Regions from separate parts of the Sus scrofa genome. Here region 1 is linked to region 2. Evidence: chromatin contacts called from public HiChIP or PLAC-seq data. All regions are on one chromosome and are shown on one strand. Each heading gives the region's core, a stretch centred on a gene start, on an enhancer-like site or on the middle of the called end of the contact. The rest is flanking DNA. Distances are from core to core; before and after follow the strand shown.

Region 1 (3,898 bases), core at 1,361-3,860, 130 kb before region 2:
CTACCTTATTTTTTTCTTTAGAGAGATAAAGGAAAAGAGAAAATACTGTCTGAAGAATGAAAACACTGACCACAGAGTAAGCTGCCTTTGATTCCCTGACAAACACAAAGAGGCATCACTAGGCTCACAAATGGCATTTACTGTCTCAGAGACTTAGAAGAACTACAGACAAGGACAAAGCCCCCAACATTTGTTTCACAGGTTGAGATGCTATACATGGAAAGGACCCACTCTGTAAACCATAGCAGAACTCAAAGTGCTGCAAATCTTCGTGCAGCACTTCTAGAACACAACACTGGAACCAGTGTGCCTGTGTTAAAAGAGCTCCTCCAGTCAAAATGTTTGTCAAATGCCAGCTTCCTCAATGGATTATGTGTCAGTGAAACACAGCCTGCCTATCTCTGCTCACTCACCCCGGGCAGGATGGCCAAGAAACCCATCTTCCCCACTTCCCTTCTTAATCTATTTTTCTCCTGTGTCTTACAGCAAGACTACGTGAAAACATTACAGGTAACTGCCATTAGCAACTTACTGTGTTTGTCCTGGAATCCTGGAGTGTGAATTTCCAGGCCCTGGAAGAAAAAAAAAAAAAAAAGAGTTACTTTAATTTGAGGCAATCCAACAACTATCTCAGCAGTCCTGAAAAGTGCACTGGCATCAGGAACTCCTGAAAAAGCTTGTTTTAATAACAGATCTTTGAGTTACTGTTGTGGGTCAGCAGGTTACAAGCCCAACTAGTATCCATGAGGATGCAGGTTCAGTCACTGGACTCGGTTAGTGGGTTAAGGATCCAGTGTTGCTTGAGCTGTAGTGTAGGTCACAAACGCAGCTGGAATCATGTGCTGCTGTGGCTGTGGTATAGGCCAGCAGCTGCACCCCCAATTCAACCCCTAGCCAGAGAACTTCCACATGCCACAGCTGCAGCCCTTAAGAAAAAAAAGAAAAATGTCTCTAGCACTTGCCTATCGTATTAACTCATTTGAGAGATTCAATCGACTCATTTGAGACATGCACTAGGACTATATAATATGGAAAGAAATAAATCTATAATACATATGTCATTATTTTTTATGGGGATTTTAATGGGACTTTATTATACTTGATTTACAATGTTGTGACAATTTTGGCTGTGCAGCAAAGTGACCCAGTTATAAATATATATACATTCTTTTTCTCACATTATCCTCCATCATGTTCCATCACAAGTGATTAGATATAGTTCCCCGTGCTATACAGCAGGATCTCATTGCATGTCCACCCCAACATGCAATAGTTTGCATCCACCAACCCCAAACTCCCAGTCCATCCCACTCCCTCTTGGCAACCACAAGTCTATTCTCCATGTCCATGAGCTGCTTTTCTGCAGATAGGTTCATCTGTGCTATATATTAGATTCCAGATATGTGATACCATATGGTATATTTCTCTTTCTGACTTACACCACTTACTGTGAGTCTTTAGTTCCATCCATGTTGCTACAAATGGCTTTACTGTGTTCTTTTTATGGCTGGGTAGTATTCCGTTGTGTACATGTACCACATCTTCTCATTTATGTTGTTGGACATTTAGGTTGTTACCATGTCTTGGCTATTGTCAATAGTGCTGCAATGAACATAGGGGCACATGTATCTTTTTGAATGAAAGTTTTGTCCACATATGTGCCCAGGAGTGGGATTGCTGGGTCATATGGTTGTTTTATATTTAGTTTTCTGAGGTAGCTCCATACTGTTTTGCATAATGGTTGTACCAATTTACATTCCCACCAACAGTGTAGGAGGGTTCCCTTTTCTCCACAACCTCTCCAGCATTTGTTATCTATAGTTTTATTAATGATGGCTGTTCTGACCGGCGTGGGGTGGTACTTCATTGTAGTTTTGCATTTCTCTAATATTAGTGATGTTGAGCTTTTTTTCATGTTCCTACTGGCTATCTGTATGTCTTCTTTGGAGAAATGTCTATTCAGGTCTTCTGCCCACTTTTTGACTGGGTTGTTTCTCTGCTGTTGAGTTGTATGAGTTACTTGTATATTTTGGAAATTAAGCCCTTATCGGTTACATCTTTTGAAACTATTTTCTCCCCTTCCAAAGGCTGTCTTTTCACCTTTTTTATGGTTTCCTTTGCTCTGCAAAAGCTTCTATGTTTGATTAGGTCCCACTGGTTTATTTTTGCTTTTATTTCTATTGCCTTGGGAGACTAACCTAAGAAAACATTTGTAAGGTTGAGGTCAGGAATGTTTTGCCTATGTCCCTTCTAGGAGTTTTATGGTGTCTTATTTTTAAATCTTTATGCCATTTTGAGTTTATTTTTGTTCACAGTACAAGGGTGTGTTCTAGTTTCATTATTTACATGCAGCTAGCCAGTTTTCCCAGCACCACTTGCTGAAGAAACTGTTTCCCATTTTACATTCTTGCCTTCTTTGTCAAAGATTAACTGACCATAGGTGTCTGGGTTTATTTTCGGGTTCTCTATTTTGTTCCATTGGTCCATATGTCTGTTGTTGTTTTTTTCTGTGCTTTTAAGGGCTGCACCCACAGCATATGGAAGTTCCCAGACTAGAGGTCATATCGGAGCTGTAGCAGCCAGCCTACACAACAGCAACATAAGATTTGAGCTGCATCCTGTGACCTACACCACAGTTCATGGCAACACCAGACACTTGACCCACTGAGCAAGGCCAGGGATTAAACCCACTTCCTCATGGATACTGGTCAGGTTTGTTACCACTAAGCCACAACAGGAACTCCCCCATATGTCTGTATTTGTACCACTACCACAATGTCTTGATTAATGTACCTTTGGATATGGTCAGAAGTCTGGGAGAGTTATGCCTCCTGCTTGGTTTTTTTTCCCTCAAGATTGATTTCGCACCTCTGGGTCTTTTATGATTCCATATCAATTTTTGAATTATTTATTCTAGTTCTGTGAAAAATGTCATGGGTAATTTGACAGAGATTGCATTAAATCTGTAATTTGCTTTGGGTAGTATGGCAATTTAATGATATTAATTCTTCCAATGGAGGAGTATGGATATCTTTCCATTTCTTTGAATCCTCTTTTTTTTTTTTTTTGTCTTTTTTGTCTTTTTGTTGTTGTTGTTGTTGTTGCTATTTCTTGGGCCGCTCCCGCGGCATGTGGAGGTTCCCAGGCTAGGGGTTGAATCGGAGCTGTAGCCACCGGCCTACGCCAGAGCCACAGCAACGCGGGATCTGAGCCGCGTCTGCAACCTACACCACAGCTCACGGCAACTCCGGATCGTTAACCCACTGAGCAAGGGCAGGGACCGAACCCACAACCTCATGGTTCCTAGTCGGATTCGTTAACCACTGCGCCACGACGGGAACTCCTCTTTGAATCCTCTTTAATTTCCTTGATTATCCACCTTAATTTCCTTGATTAATGTTTTACAGTTTGCAGCATGTACGTCTTTCACCTCCTTGGTCAGGTTTACTCCTAGGTATTTATTTTTGGGAGGTGTGATTTTGAAATGTATTTTTATATTTCTAACATTTCATTGTTTGTACACAGAACTGCAATAGATTTCTTAATGTTAATCTTGTATCCTGCTACTTTGCTGAATTCACTGATCAGTTAGAGTAGTTTTTATGTGGAGTCCTTAGGGGTTTTTTATATATAGTATCTTGTCACTTTCATAGAGCAACAACTTTACCTCTTCTCTTCCAATTTGGATACCTTTTATTTCTTTTGTTTGTCTGAGTGCTGTGGATAGTACTTCCAATACCATGCTGAGTAAAAGTGCTAAGAGTGGGCATCCTTATCTTGCTCCAGATTTTAGCAGGAAGGCTTTCAGCTTTTTGATTTGCATATAATGAACCATTCTTGTGATCTTGGGATAAATCCCACTTGGTGGTGGTGCATGATCTTTTTTCGTGTTGTTGGA
Region 2 (3,931 bases), core at 1,137-3,636:
AAATCCCTTTAAAAAAATCACTTCAAAAAATAGAAAATACTTAAGGATAAATTTGACCAAAGAGATGAAAGACTTATATGCTGAGAACTATAAAACTTAAGGGAACTGAAGATGATTCAAAGAAATGGAAAGATATCCCATGATTTTTAATTGGAAAAATTAGTATTATTAAAATTGCTAACACTTAAAGCAATCTGCAGATTTAATGTGATCACTACCAAATTACCCACAACATTTTTCAAAAAACTAGAGCAAATAATCCTAAAATTTATATGGAACCACAAAATACCCTGAATTGCCAAAACAATCTTTGGGAAAAAAGAAAAAAGCTAGAGTCATAATGCTTCTAGACTTTAGACAATACTACAAAACTACAGTAATCAAAACAGCATGGTATTGGCACTAAAACAGACATATGGATCAATGGAACAGAACAGAGAACCCAGAGGGAAAGCCACAAACTTATGGACAATTAAATTCAACAAAGGAAGCAAGAATATACAATGGAGCAAAGAGAGTCTCTTCAGCAAGTGGTGTCGGGAAAGCTGGACAGTGGCATGTAAATCAATGAAGTTAGAACACTCCCTTACGCCATGCACAATAATAAACTCAAAATGGCTTACAGACTTAAATATATAAGACATAACATCATAAAACTCCTAGAGGAGAACACAGGCAAAACGTTCTTTTACATAAATTGAAGCAATGTTTTCTTAGGTCAGTCTCCCAAAGCAAAAGAAAAACAGGCAAAAATAAACAAATGGGACCTAATCAAACTTATAAGCTCTGCACAGCAAAGAAACCACAAACAAAATGAAAAGACAAACTACAGACTGGAAGAAAATATTTGCGAACAACACGAATGACAAGTGCTCAGTTTCCAAAATATACAAACATTTCATACAGCTCAATGACAGAAAAAAAAAAAAAGTCAAAAATGGGCAGAAGGAGTTCCCATCTTGGCGCAGCAGAAACGAATCTGACTAGGAACCATGAGGTTGTGGGTTTGATTCCTGGCCTCGCTCAGTGGGTAAAGGATTCAGTGTTGCCATGAGCTGTGGTGTAGGTTGCAGATGAGGCTCGGATCTGGCATTGCTGTGGCTCTAGCGTAGGCCGCAGCAACAACTCCGATTAGACCCCTAGCCTGGGAAACTCCATATGCTGTGGGTGCAGCCCTAAAAAGACAAAAAGACAAAAAAAAAAAAAAAAAAAAAAAAAAAAGGCAGAAGACATAAGACGTTTCTCCAAAGATGACATCCAGATGGCCAACAGGTACATGAAAAGATGCTCATCATCTCTAATTACTAGAGAAATGCAAATCAAAGCTACAATGAAGTGTCACCTCATACTGGTCAGAATTTCCATTATCAAAAAGTCTACAAATAAATGCTGGAGAGGATGTGGAGAAAAGAGTAACCTCCCACCTTGTTGGTAGGAATGTAAATTGGTGCAGCCACTAAGGAAAACAATGTGGAAGTTCCTTGAAAAATCAAAAATAGAGCTACCGCATGATCCAGCATTCCCACTCCTTGGCATCTATCTGGAAAATATTAAATCTCTAATTCAAAAAGACACGCACCCCAACATTCATAACAGCACTATATACAATAGCTAAGACATGGAAGCAACCTAAGTGTCCACTGATAGATGAATGGATAAAGAAAATGTGGTATTATACACAACAGAATATTAGTTGGCCATAAAAAGTATGAAATAGTATTATTTGCCACAACATAGGTGGACCTAGAGACTATTATACTAAGTGAAGTAAGTCAGACAGAGAAAAGCAAGTATCATATGATATCACTTCTGTGTGGAATCTAAAAAAATGACAGAAATGAATTTACTTACAAAATTGAAACAGACTCAGAGACATAGGAAACAAACTTATGGTTACCAAAGGGGAAAGGGGTAGGGAGAGATAAATTAGGGAGTTTGAGATTAATACATACAATAGCACTGTATACAAAACAGAAAAACAACACAGCTGTGTGTATAGCACAGGAACTATATTCAATAACTTGTATTAACCTATAATAGGAAAGAATATATATGTAAAATGAAATCACTTTGTGGAGCACCTGAAACTAATACGACATTGTAAATCAACTGAACTTCAATTAAAAAAATCTTGAGGCTTTCCTTGACTCTGCTCTTTCTTTCGAAATTCATATCCAAAACTATCAGCTCTATGTTCAGTTTATTTATTTACTTTTTAGTGGCTGCACCTGTGGCATTTGGAAATTCCTGGCCAGGGATCGAACCCGCGCCTCTGCAGCTACCTGAGTCACTGCAGTCAGATTCTTAACCCACCATGCCCCAGCAGGAACTCCTTGTGTTCATTTTATTATTCAGATTTCAACCACTTCTCGCTCCTTCACCACTGCCCCCTGGTGGCACGTCACATCAACTGCCCCTTCCTCCACAGACTAACCCAAGAGCCCTCCAGTTGGCTTCCCTGCTTTGAGCCCTTGTCCTCCTCTTCACAACAGCCGGAGTGGCCCTTGGTAAAATACAATCAGATCACATCACTGCTCTGCCTAAAACCTGCAAAGGCTCCCATTTAATCTACAGTAAGAGTCAGAATCCTCCCCATGGCACCCTCAGCTTGTGGCCTACTTGGCCTCCCTTCCTCTCTCCACCCCAAGCCGCTCCAGCTCCCTGGGCTCCTGACCCATCTGAGGACTCGCCAGTGTGGGCGGGAGCCACTGGGAACTGCATGGACAGTAACAACTCATGGTCGTAGTGGGACTGGTTGATATAGAGCATGTGCTTAAGGTCCTGACCTTTGGGGCTCAAGTCCTGAAATATTGCTGGAAATATCCAGACCTTCCAGAAATTGTATTCTGTTTCTCATCTGCTATCCTTTCTCCTATTAACAATGACATTGCCTATTCAAATGAACATATCGTTTCAGACAGATGGAAGAAATGAGCTCAAGGCTACTTTTCTCCCATTGTCAAAATATTTCCCATACAATTTTGGTCCATGGGCTTGCACACTAGTGGAACTCAGAATAACCTGGGGGAGGGGAAAGGGGTTCAAGTTGGGGTAAAGAGGGTCGAAAAGACCAGGTGTGTGCTAAAATGCCCATATTGTTTTGTTTTACTATCAGGAGAATGTACTCTAAACCCTTCAGATTCACATCTACAGATATTTTTATTTACTCCTCTGTCACGTGAACTCTGTTATTTGTCTTCATTTTACATGAAATAAAAGCTGTAGCTTGGAGATCTTACCAGGTCACAGAAAAAATGGCAAAACAGAATTGAGACACAGCAAGTGCCTGTAGAGGTGCAGTGGAAACGAATCCCACTAGCATCCTTGACGATAAGGGTTTGATCCCTGACCCCATTCAGGGGGTTAAGGTTCCGGCGTTGCTGTGAGCTGTGATGTAGGTTGCAGACGTGGCTTGGATCCCACGTTGCTGTGGCTCTGGTGTAGGCTGGCTCCTATTTGACCTGCAGCTTGGGAACTTCCATATACTGCAAGTGCAGCACTAAAAAGCAAAAAAAAAAAAAAAAAAAAAAAAAAAAAGAGAGATAGAGAGAAACTTCAAGCCTGTGTAGTTTCCAGCACACACATACCTCTGCTCTACCAACTTGCCGTGTCCTTCTTTTTCTTAAGATTTGTCCAAAATTAACTGATAAAAAAGAAACCCTATCCATTCTGGATCTGCTTGTAGAACACAAATATGAATTTGATTTCTAACACAAAAAGATGTAGGACTCTGGGCAAGGATGTTCCATTCATTATATGCCAAATGTGTTACTAAATCTGCTACAACAGTAATGCTCACTCTGACTTTCCCATCCTTGATTATTCTACTTAGAAGTGTTTAAGGTTAAGCAAAACTTCATTTCCCATGGCAGAGACTTGTCAAAATATCTCCCTCAACCTCTCAATAAATTAAATACTTACTTTATCTCAA

What was found. HiChIP or PLAC-seq counts read pairs in DNA pulled down with a chosen protein or histone mark.
Region 1: a contact with region 2 is called in an H3K27ac HiChIP or PLAC-seq map of alveolar macrophages. The contact joins two enhancer-like sites. A contact is called at or near these places in 2 of 5 promoter capture datasets (fetal liver and liver), 17 of 47 Hi-C or Micro-C datasets (alveolar macrophages, blood, embryonic fibroblasts and 8 more) and 2 of 2 datasets of contacts at active chromatin or transcription factors (alveolar macrophages and skeletal muscle).

Annotation. Positions count from the first base shown.
Region 1 is chr15:57,462,498-57,466,395 of Sscrofa11.1, reverse strand. It overlaps PLEKHB2 (pleckstrin homology domain-containing family B member 2), which reads right to left. Exons shown (of 8, transcript XM_021076267.1): 5 at 533-572. Among named protein-coding and RNA genes, the nearest start is that of PLEKHB2, 36 kb to the right of the region's middle. Within about 2 kb of position 2,610, at least 2 of the 83 cell types and tissues checked have an H3K27ac peak or open chromatin away from gene starts, as enhancers often do. A contact at or near this core is called in alveolar macrophages, where this site is marked.
Region 2 is chr15:57,329,041-57,332,971 of Sscrofa11.1, reverse strand. The region is part of intron 2 of ARHGEF4 (rho guanine nucleotide exchange factor 4); the gene reads right to left. Among named protein-coding and RNA genes, the nearest start is that of ARHGEF4, 70 kb to the right of the region's middle. Within about 2 kb of position 2,386, at least 2 of the 83 cell types and tissues checked have an H3K27ac peak or open chromatin away from gene starts, as enhancers often do. A contact at or near this core is called in alveolar macrophages, where this site is marked.